2 separate regions of the Podarcis muralis genome follow, and region 1 is linked to region 2. Evidence: chromatin contacts called from public Hi-C data. All regions are on one chromosome and are shown on one strand. The core of a region is the stretch at or near the end of the contact, and the rest is flanking DNA. Distances in the headings are between cores, read along the strand shown. Region 1 holds the start of DDX20 (DEAD-box helicase 20). Region 2 holds the start of LOC114599363 (adenosine receptor A3-like).

Region 1 (4,589 bases), core at 582-3,081, 270 kb before region 2:
ACTGCATACCAGGACATATACAGAGTATTCACCAAATCAATCAATAATAAGACTCTCAAAACATCAATTTTAATCCAAAAGTCCTGCACAGACCCAACTTACCGTATTTTTCGCCCTATAGGACGCACTTCTTCCCCTCCAAAAATGGAAGGGAAATCTGTGTGCGTCCTATGGGGCGAATACAGGCTTTCGCTGAAGCTTGGAGAGCGAGAGGGGTCGGTGCGCAGCCTGCCGCCCGGCGCGCGATGCGCCCTGAAGCAGAGCGCCCCTCCCGCCGGGCAGACATCTGCAGCGTGGGGAGCCCTGCGGGAGTTCCTGCAGGGCTCCCCGCGCTGCGGATAGCAGCCTGCCACCCGGCTCCAGAGCGCCCCTCGTGCAGGGCAGACATCGGCCAGCCCCACAAACTCGGGGGACAGCGGGGAGGCGCAGCGCCCCATCCCGCTGTTCCCCGACCTGGTTTGGTTTCCCCGACCTGGTTTGGGGGGGGGGAAGTAAAGGGGGGGGGGAATTTCCTTTATTTCCCCCCAAAAAAACTAGGTGCGTCCTATGGGACGAAAAATACGGTAAATGTTTTATTGTCTGTTTTTCATAGTCCATCTCCCTCCATGCCCTCTCTTTACACCTTTAAAAAAAATCCACAAAGACAAAAGAAGACAATGGTTGCATCTGTGGCACATGCCACTTTAGTTTGGCTGCCCTGCAACCTACAGCCCAGTTTTGCATATTAACCACTTAGCTAAGGAGCCTACTGCAATATGCAAAAGGCTCATTGCCTCAGAAAGGCCTCCTTAAACATGCTTTGAATGAAAGCACAAAGCTCTGGCACATCACCCTCCGAAAGGTAAAATGGCTGTTACAGTGGTACCTTGGTTCTCAAACGCCTTGGTACTCAAACAACTTGGAACCCAAACACTGCAAACCCAGAAGTGTTCTGGTCTGCAAACTTTTTTCAGAAGCCAAACGTGCTCCGTTTTGAGTGTTATGCTTCCTATTTGAGTGCCACACTTCCGTTTTGAGTGTTACGCTGAGGTCTGCCTGTTTTTGCTATTTATTTTGTATTTTTGTGGCTCTCTCTTTTGTTTTTTTGACTGTGTGGAACCCAGTTCAGCTACTGACTGATTGTGTGACTGCGGTACATTGTTTATTGCTTTCTTTTTATGAATCAATTGTCTCGTTAGATAGTAAAATTCATGTTAAATTGCTGTTTTAAGGGTTGCTTTTAAAAGCCTGGAATGGAATAATCCATTCTGCGTTACTTTCTATGGGAAAGCGAGCCTTGGTTTTGGAACAGACTTCTGGAACGGATTAAGTTTGGGAACCAAGGTACCACTGTACCTTCTACAACCCACATGCCTCAGCATTTTTCTTCCCAACGCAAGTTTTTGGCACTCTCCTATCCTTTGGCACCCAGGGCCGGCCCAAGACATTTTGGCACCCGAAGCTCAAACCCCAATGGCAGTCCATTCCCTGCCAGGGAAGGAGTGGAGATCTACACAAGGAACAATGGCGAGGAGAAAGAAAGATCCATATCGGGATCTGCTGACCCTGGGGATCCTGCCGCACAAGGCGACAGCCCACACCCCTCATCCCAATCCCTCATCCCGCCTCACCAAGGCCGCAGCGCCCCAGCGGGATGGCTTTGAGCTGCACTGGGGAAGGCCTCAGGAACCCGGCAGCTTTCAGCCCCTCCAGGACCGGGGCCGACAGCAGCAGCGACCCGAAGTCTTCGGGCCCTTCGTGCAGATGCACGTCCCGGGTACGGAGCCAGCTCTCAGCCGGAGCCACCTCGGGAGCCGCCATCTTGGAAAAGAGAGCGGGAACCCTGGGAAAGCGTCGCGAGAAACGAGGGGCGACGAGCCCTTGCGGATGTGACGGCAGAGGTGCGCGCGCCGAACACACACACGCGCGCGCGGAGGGCGGGGGAGAGAGAGAATCGCTTCAGAGAAGTGTTTGAGGGAGGAAGCGGGTTGAGGGGGGGAAGATAATTGGATGGCTGAAAGAGGACCGAACCATTGAGACAGGGGTGGGGGTAGAGTGAGCATAGGTACTTTAGGCTGTGGGCGGAACCAAACAGCCATTCTTTGGGGGGGGGGGACCGAGGAGGCTGCACCTAAGCAGCGTCCGGACTCAAGATGGGTGGCAAAGGAGGAGGAGGAGACGATCGCGGGCTGCTTCCATCTATTTCCAGTGTGTCTTTTTCTCGATTGGAAGCTCCTGCGGGCAGAGACCTGTTCTCTTTATTTCTTAAGCACCTTCTACCTGAATGGGATCTAGCTTTTATTATATATATATATTTTTTTGTAAGCTGAATTGGAATTTGATAATAAAGGGCGGGATCAGTATGTTAATAAAACGAACATTTGGCCCTCGATTAATAACAATCATACATAAAATTCAGTGATAAATATATATCAGCTAGAGGCTTCTACATTTTAAGCACACATAGTTTGGGAATGCTGGGTAGAAGATCCATTGAGAAGTTGGGAATTACTTCTGTGTAAAGATGAATCGGATTGGGTACCGATCCTAAAATTACTTGGGAGTAAAACCTACAAGTAAATGGGACTCATGTGTAAAGTTGTATAGGATATGATTAACTTTTGCAAGGAGTGATATACATGGTGATGATTGATCACCATTTGCGAGTAGTCAATATGGCTCAACAGAACTCTTTGTTGACAAAATCCACGTCATAATTTTGTTTGTTCAATAACAATTGCACATGCTGTTTCTTACCAGAAGAGGGTGCACCCTGCTCAGAAACGTGTCTTTTCTAAAGCTCTGCAGCAACACAACATCCCTTCTGTATCAATTTATGAGCAAAGAAACTGCATTCTTACTTCAAAAGTCATAGAAGACTTCTCATCATGGATGCAGGCCTGGACCAAGCAGGTGGGAGAGAGCTGGCATGTGTCCCAAGCAGCAGGTTGGGAAGTGGGGCAGCAAAATTATCGGCTTGTCGTGCCCACTCCTGTGTGCACAGACACTCAACTTTGCCAGGTGGGGTGGGGCAAAAGTTTGCAAGGATGAACGTGGGGCAGAATTCCAAGTCTCCCATAACCCTCCTTTTAGGCTCCACAATCAGGGCTTGAAAGGGGTGGGTGTGGGGAGTCTTGGAAAACCTACCCTGAACTGATCTCTGTGTTGAAAGGGATTGGTGCTGAGTGGGCTTTTGGAGCCTCCCCACTTTGAAGTTCTACAGTGGTACCTCGGGTTACATACGCTTCAGGTTACAGACTTCGCTAACCCAGAAATAGAGCTTCAGGTTAAGAACTTTGCTTCAGGATGAGAACAGAAATCATGCTCCGGTGGCGCGGCAGCAGCAGGAGGCCCCATTAGCTAAAGTGGTGCTTCAGGTTAAGAACAGTTTCAGGTTAAGTACGGACCTCCGGAACGAATTAAGTACTTAACCCAAGGTACCACTGTACAGGATTTCAAATCCTCCCCACTCCTTGAAAAGCCTTCCTGGTATGAAGCCAAAACCTGGAAACTATAGTTAATTTAAACAACAACAAAAAGATTGATGATCCTGGATTGTCAAACCATAGTTTTAAGTTAGGCTGCAATCCCATACCTGCATACCTAGGAGCAAGTCCCATTGACTTTAATTAGACTTACTTTTGTGTGCACATTATAGGATTGTGTGGTTAGTCTTTTAAACAAACTCAAGTTGTGTCACACCATGCTATGTACTGTGTAGTTTGCCCCTTGTATATGGAGGTGGTTGTTAGCAGTGGACACTTCTTCCATATTTTTATTTCTCTTTCTCATTCCTTTTGATTTGGATATATTTATACAAGTGAAATTTACATAGTATAGACTGTTACTTGTATGCATTGGGCAAGCATGTCATGAACAGGGAAGAGAAAGGATTCTTTTTGAAAGATATATATTTTAAAAACTTATTTAAAATCTAACTTACAATTTTGTTATGCACACTGAATATGGATGTACAGTGGATTAAAAAAACAATTTTGCTTGGTTTTTTAATAAATATGCGCAACCTGTTTTTCCAGAGAGTGAAACACAAGTGCACTCCTAGGAAAAATCTATATAGCCTCCTTTCCCCATAAACCATCCAATGTTGTTAACAGAAAAGTTTGAAACAGCTGTTTTGGGGTTTGCACAGTTTCTTTCTCCTGTTTCACTTAATGTAATGAGCAGCCGCTCTGTGATGTCAGCTCATATTTAAAGTTATGGGTGAGCTGAGAAGTGAAGAAAGAAAATTTTTGCCAGGCACAATTCTTGTGTACCTATATCTTTTGTTGGTGGTGGTCCTGGTATTGGCTGTGGAGGAAAAAACTAACAGACCTAAGTTCTTAACAATGCAATCTGTTCAGTAGTAAGTCCCATTCAGTACAGCGGGGCTTAATCCCAGGTAAGTGTGCATATGCCTTCATGTTTTCACCTCCATGGATGGAGCTGCACAGCCCATGTCATAATGGCTATGTGCTAACTCTAGGATCACAGGCCACATACCTCTGAAATAATACCAGTTTTTAGGGATCAACAGCAGAAGAGGACTGTTCTGGTCATGTCCTGCTTGTGTGCTTCCCATAAGAATTTGGCTTGTTGCTGCAGAAAGCAGG
Region 2 (4,548 bases), core at 1,238-3,737:
GGCTGCCCTGAGAAGGACATTCCATAAGGTTGGTGCCACAACTGGAAAGGCTCTGCTGCTTCTGGTCACCTGTCATGCTTCAGTTGGGGAATGAGATGGAAAAGGACCTCAGATGTTGAATGGAGAACATAGGAAAGAGAATGCAGTCCCTGTGACAACCAGGCCCCACCCTGTGTTGGTAATTTTCAATACCAACTTTAAAGTTAACATTTCAAAAATTAAATAATAGACCACAGTAGCCACCAGACCTATGAAAGTGGCCTGTATTCATTGGTTTCTTTATTCTGCAACAAACAGACCTACATTTTTCATACTATTAAAGTAATGAAATCAAATGTTATCTAACAAATGTGGGAGGGCATGGAATTTACAGTGTTCCAACTATCTTGGAGTCTCTCATTCAGTCATACTAAATACTCACACTGTGGAAGAAAGAAAACAAGGACTTTTGGTGAGGAAATACTCTTTCAGTGTTTTTTCAGATACTTTCTTCTATCACCTGATCCGAGGACGTGTTCTCCATTTTAGATGTGTCTGGTTCTTGTTTCAGGCAGAAGACATGGGTTTTCAAAATCAGGATATACATTTTTCGGAACCTTTTGATCCTCAAGGCATACACAATGGGATTTAGGGAAGAATTGGCATGGGAGAGCAGGATGGCCACATCTAAGACCGGCAGGGGGACACGACATATTTGGCAGAAATGTGAGATGGAGTTGATAATGAGCAGAGGCAGCCAGCACACAATGAACAAGAAGAGGACCAGAGCCAAAGATTTGATCATCTTGAACTCCCTCCCATAAAGGATCCGTGTTCCTTTCATGGATGTTGTGTTTTGTTTCAGCTTCGTTTGGAGGATGTTGAAGATCTCGGAGTAGAGAGCACACATGACCAGCAGTGGGACAAGGATCCAGGAGAAGAAGCTGAAGTACACCACGTAATCCATGCTCATCACCTTTGGGTAAGAACACATCAAGTAGATGGGGTTTTCAGGCTTCCTTAGGTTCCATCCAAACATGGGCACAAGCCCCACCAATAGAGATGTGATCCAGCAGAAACTCAGAGCCGCCCAGATTCTTCTCCGTGTGACCATTGCTTTGTATCTATTTGAAAAAGCAGGTTAGTTTAAAATATTTTACAGATGGGATTGTGCTTGCAGCACCGCCCCTATACTATGATTTGTGACAGTCTTTTTCATTTTCTGCAGGCTGGGAGAAAGCACAAGGAGCATTACAGGTGCTACGACATTATTTTGGTGCATGGAATATATTGTAACTTTTCCAATGAAAATCCACAGCCATGACTTCGTGGTACTCACCGTATGGCCAGTTTCACTCTCAGATATCGGTCTGTTGCAATGGCCAGCAGGGACATGATGGAAGCGTGACAAAAGATCATCAAGATGCAGCAGATGAAAAGGCAAGCGTAGAAGTGGAGAACAACCTCCAATCTCAGCACAACGGCCAGAGGGGCAACAAGGACCCCAACGGCAATATCAGCCAGTGCCAAGGACACAATGAAGTAAAAAGTGGTGTTCTGGTAGGCTGGGATCCGTCTCACCACGCAGATCACTAGAGCATTTCCTAAGGTGGCAGTCACTGCTATCAGCACCTCAACGATGATGTAGACAATGTGCAAAGTATTCATGGACAAGCTTCTCTCGGTCCTCTTCAACTTTGAGTTATGGTGCCCTCACAGAGCAAGAGCCCAATGTAGAAGATGTAGAAGAGGTGGAATCTAAGGCTTTCCCTGCTAACCGGCCTTTTAAAAAAAACTCTTCCCGATACCATGTAGAATTGCAGAAGTTAAGTAAGCTGTTCTCTTGTACTCTGTCTCTCAAAGAGTAGCTCTCATGCGGGAACCCACAGAGAAAAATAGTTCCTGTTAATGCTTCACACATTCCAACCTGCTTTGGCAAGTTGCTATGAAACAAAACAAAAAAACCCCATATTTGAAGTATTGATAAGAAACTGAATACTGGCACAAGCCGTGTGTGTGTGTGTGTGTGTGTGTGTGTGTGTCTGAAGGTCTGTACTTTAAATAAAGATAATACAGGAAATGAAAATCTGTAAGATAAAGAAATCATTTAACTTTATCAATAGGTTTCCTGAAGCTTCTGATAGCATCTCATGCTTGATAAGGATGGCATTTTGATCGCTTTTCATGACAGGTTCCTAGGCACCCTCTGTTACGTTGGTTACTAAGAAGTTTTCAAAAACATCTTATTTTAACAACTTCCATGAAATGTAGCAATAAAGGGGTGAGGTAACTTTAGGAAACAATGTAGTAACATCCAACCTGACAGGAAGTTACAAACTTGGTTTTTATGTGAAAGAAATATTTAAGAGGAAGTTAAAACATTTAAGTGTCAGGACATAAATGTGCCCTTTACATTGAGGCACCAGGTGAAAACATTCCTTTTCAACCAGGCCTTCACTTGCCAATCAATCTATAGCCTTTTAAAGTGAGGAGCGATGGGTTATTGCCTTTTTATTATGTGTTCTATGTTATAATGTTATGTTATCCGCTTGGGACGCAGGTGGCGCTGTGGGTTAAAGCCTCAGCGCCTAGGACTTGCCGATCGAAAGGTCGGCAGTTCGAATCCCCGCAGTGGGGTGCGCTCCCGTCGTTCGGTCCCAGCGCCTGCCAACCTAGCAGTTCGAAAGCACCTTCGGGTGCAAGTAGATAAATAGGGACCGCTTACCAACGGGAAGGTAAACAGCGTTCCGTGTGCTGCGCTGGCTCGCAAGATGCAGCTTGTCACGCTGGCCACGTGACCCAGAAGTGTCTGCGGACAGCGCTGGCTCCCGGCCTATAGAGTGAGATGAGCGCACAACCCTAGAGTCTGTCAAGACTGGCCCGTACGGGCAGGGGTACCTTTACCTTTACCTTTACCTATGTTATAAACTTTCTTGTGGTCTCTTGATGAAGGGTGGTATATAAATTTAACAAATGAAAATAAATAAAAGTGGCAACAATGGGCAGTAGATTCCAAAGAAGGCCCCATACTTCTGTCTCCAACTCGACATTCCTGCCACCCAGTTACAGTGGCACCTCTAGTTACAAACTTAATTCATTCCGGAGGTCCGTTCTTAACCTGAAACTGTTCTTAACTAGAGGCGTGCTTTCGCTAATGGGGCCTCTTGCTGCTGCTGTGCCGCCGGCGCACGATTTCTGTTCTCATCCTGGGGCAAAGTACTCAACTCGAGGTAACTCTTCCAGGTTAGCAGAGTTTGTAACCTGAAGCGTTTGTAACCTGAGGCAGTTGTAAGCAGAGGTTCTACCAGTGGTACCTTGGTTTACAAATTTAATCCGTTCTGGAAGTCTGTTCTTAAACCGAAACATTCTTAAACCAAGGTGTGCTTTCCCATAGCAGCGGGGGACTCAATTTACAAATGGAATATACTCAACAGGAAGCGGAGTATGTTCTTATTCCAAGGCAAAGTTCACAAACCAAAACACCTACTTCTGGGTTTGCAGCGTTCTTAATCCAGTTGTCCATAAACCAAGCTGTTCTTAAACCAAGGTACCAACGTACAAAGGCTGATACTGCTAGTCCCAAGGCAACATCAGTATAGCAACAGGAAATCCTAAACCGTATCTCTGCCAGCAAGCACTAAACTTCTGCTATTCTGTTCTCCATTTCCACATGTGGAATCTAGGTCATATATGCACGGAGAGCTAGCTAGCAAGTAAGGTCCATATCTCCACTCAACCACATAGGCCAAGTTTGAACCACCTGTCAACCACCTGACATCATGATGGCACCAGTGGCCATTTTTGCAGTACTTCGCTAGTGTTGACTATCCACTGATTGCTGGCATTAGGGAAGTCCTGTGTACATGCTTCTCAAACACCAGCTCTAAGCCAATAGGCAGCACTGGGTAAGGGGCTTTGCAGGCAGCGTCAATCAGCTGCTTGGTGGTGTTTGCACAACCCCTTTCATCCAAACCATGTCTTTACCTGCCCAACACCTGCTGGCATATATGACGTCAAGTGCAGGGCAGGTGCTTGTGACTTGGCCAAAACAGCCTTGTGAGGCAAATAGGGAGCCCTAATGGCTGTAATTAGACTCACAGGCCAGAGATTCCCCTCACCTACATTCAAGATCAATAATAAAAATGGGTTTCAGTCTCCATCCTAGCAAATGGGGGTGGCTCACATCTCAGCTTGTCCAGTGTTTCCATTTAAAGAGGTCTGCAGCACTAACATATTCTCCTTTCTGAGAGAAAGGAGGACCTAACATATCAGGTGAGGGTCAACTAAGTTTTACTCAGAGGAGACCTTCTGAAATTAATCAACATGACTTAAATTAGAACCATTAATTTCAATTGGTCTTCCCTGAGTAAAATTTAACTGAATATTACCCATTGCTTTCACACAAGCCTCTAGTCACTCCAAATCCTTTTAGATACAAATCTGATGAATTTTTAATGTGATTAAAATGCTTCCCCAAAATGCAAATGCATGTTGATCGCAATAAGAATCCAAAGGTAGTCATGACAAGTACAATTTTGATCAATGTACAGTGGTACCTCGGTTTTCAAG

Evidence for each region. Hi-C and Micro-C count contacts between places; a contact is called where the count stands out from the background.
Region 1: a contact with region 2 is called in a Hi-C map of blood, with 5 times the contacts expected there. The contact joins the promoter of DDX20 here to the promoter of LOC114599363 in region 2. A contact is called at or near these places in 2 of 3 Hi-C or Micro-C datasets (blood and tail).

What each region holds. Positions count from the first base shown.
Region 1 is chr5:65,132,099-65,136,687 of rPodMur119.hap1.1, reverse strand. It overlaps DDX20 (DEAD-box helicase 20), which reads right to left and starts at 1,831. Exons shown (of 11, transcript XM_077929062.1): 1 at 1,611-1,831. The coding sequence starts at 1,800.
Region 2 is chr5:64,863,098-64,867,645 of rPodMur119.hap1.1, reverse strand. It overlaps LOC114599363 (adenosine receptor A3-like), which reads right to left and starts at 2,487. Exons shown (of 2, transcript XM_028734483.2): 1 at 1,319-2,487; 2 at 1-1,103. The coding sequence starts at 1,647. The coding sequence ends at 479.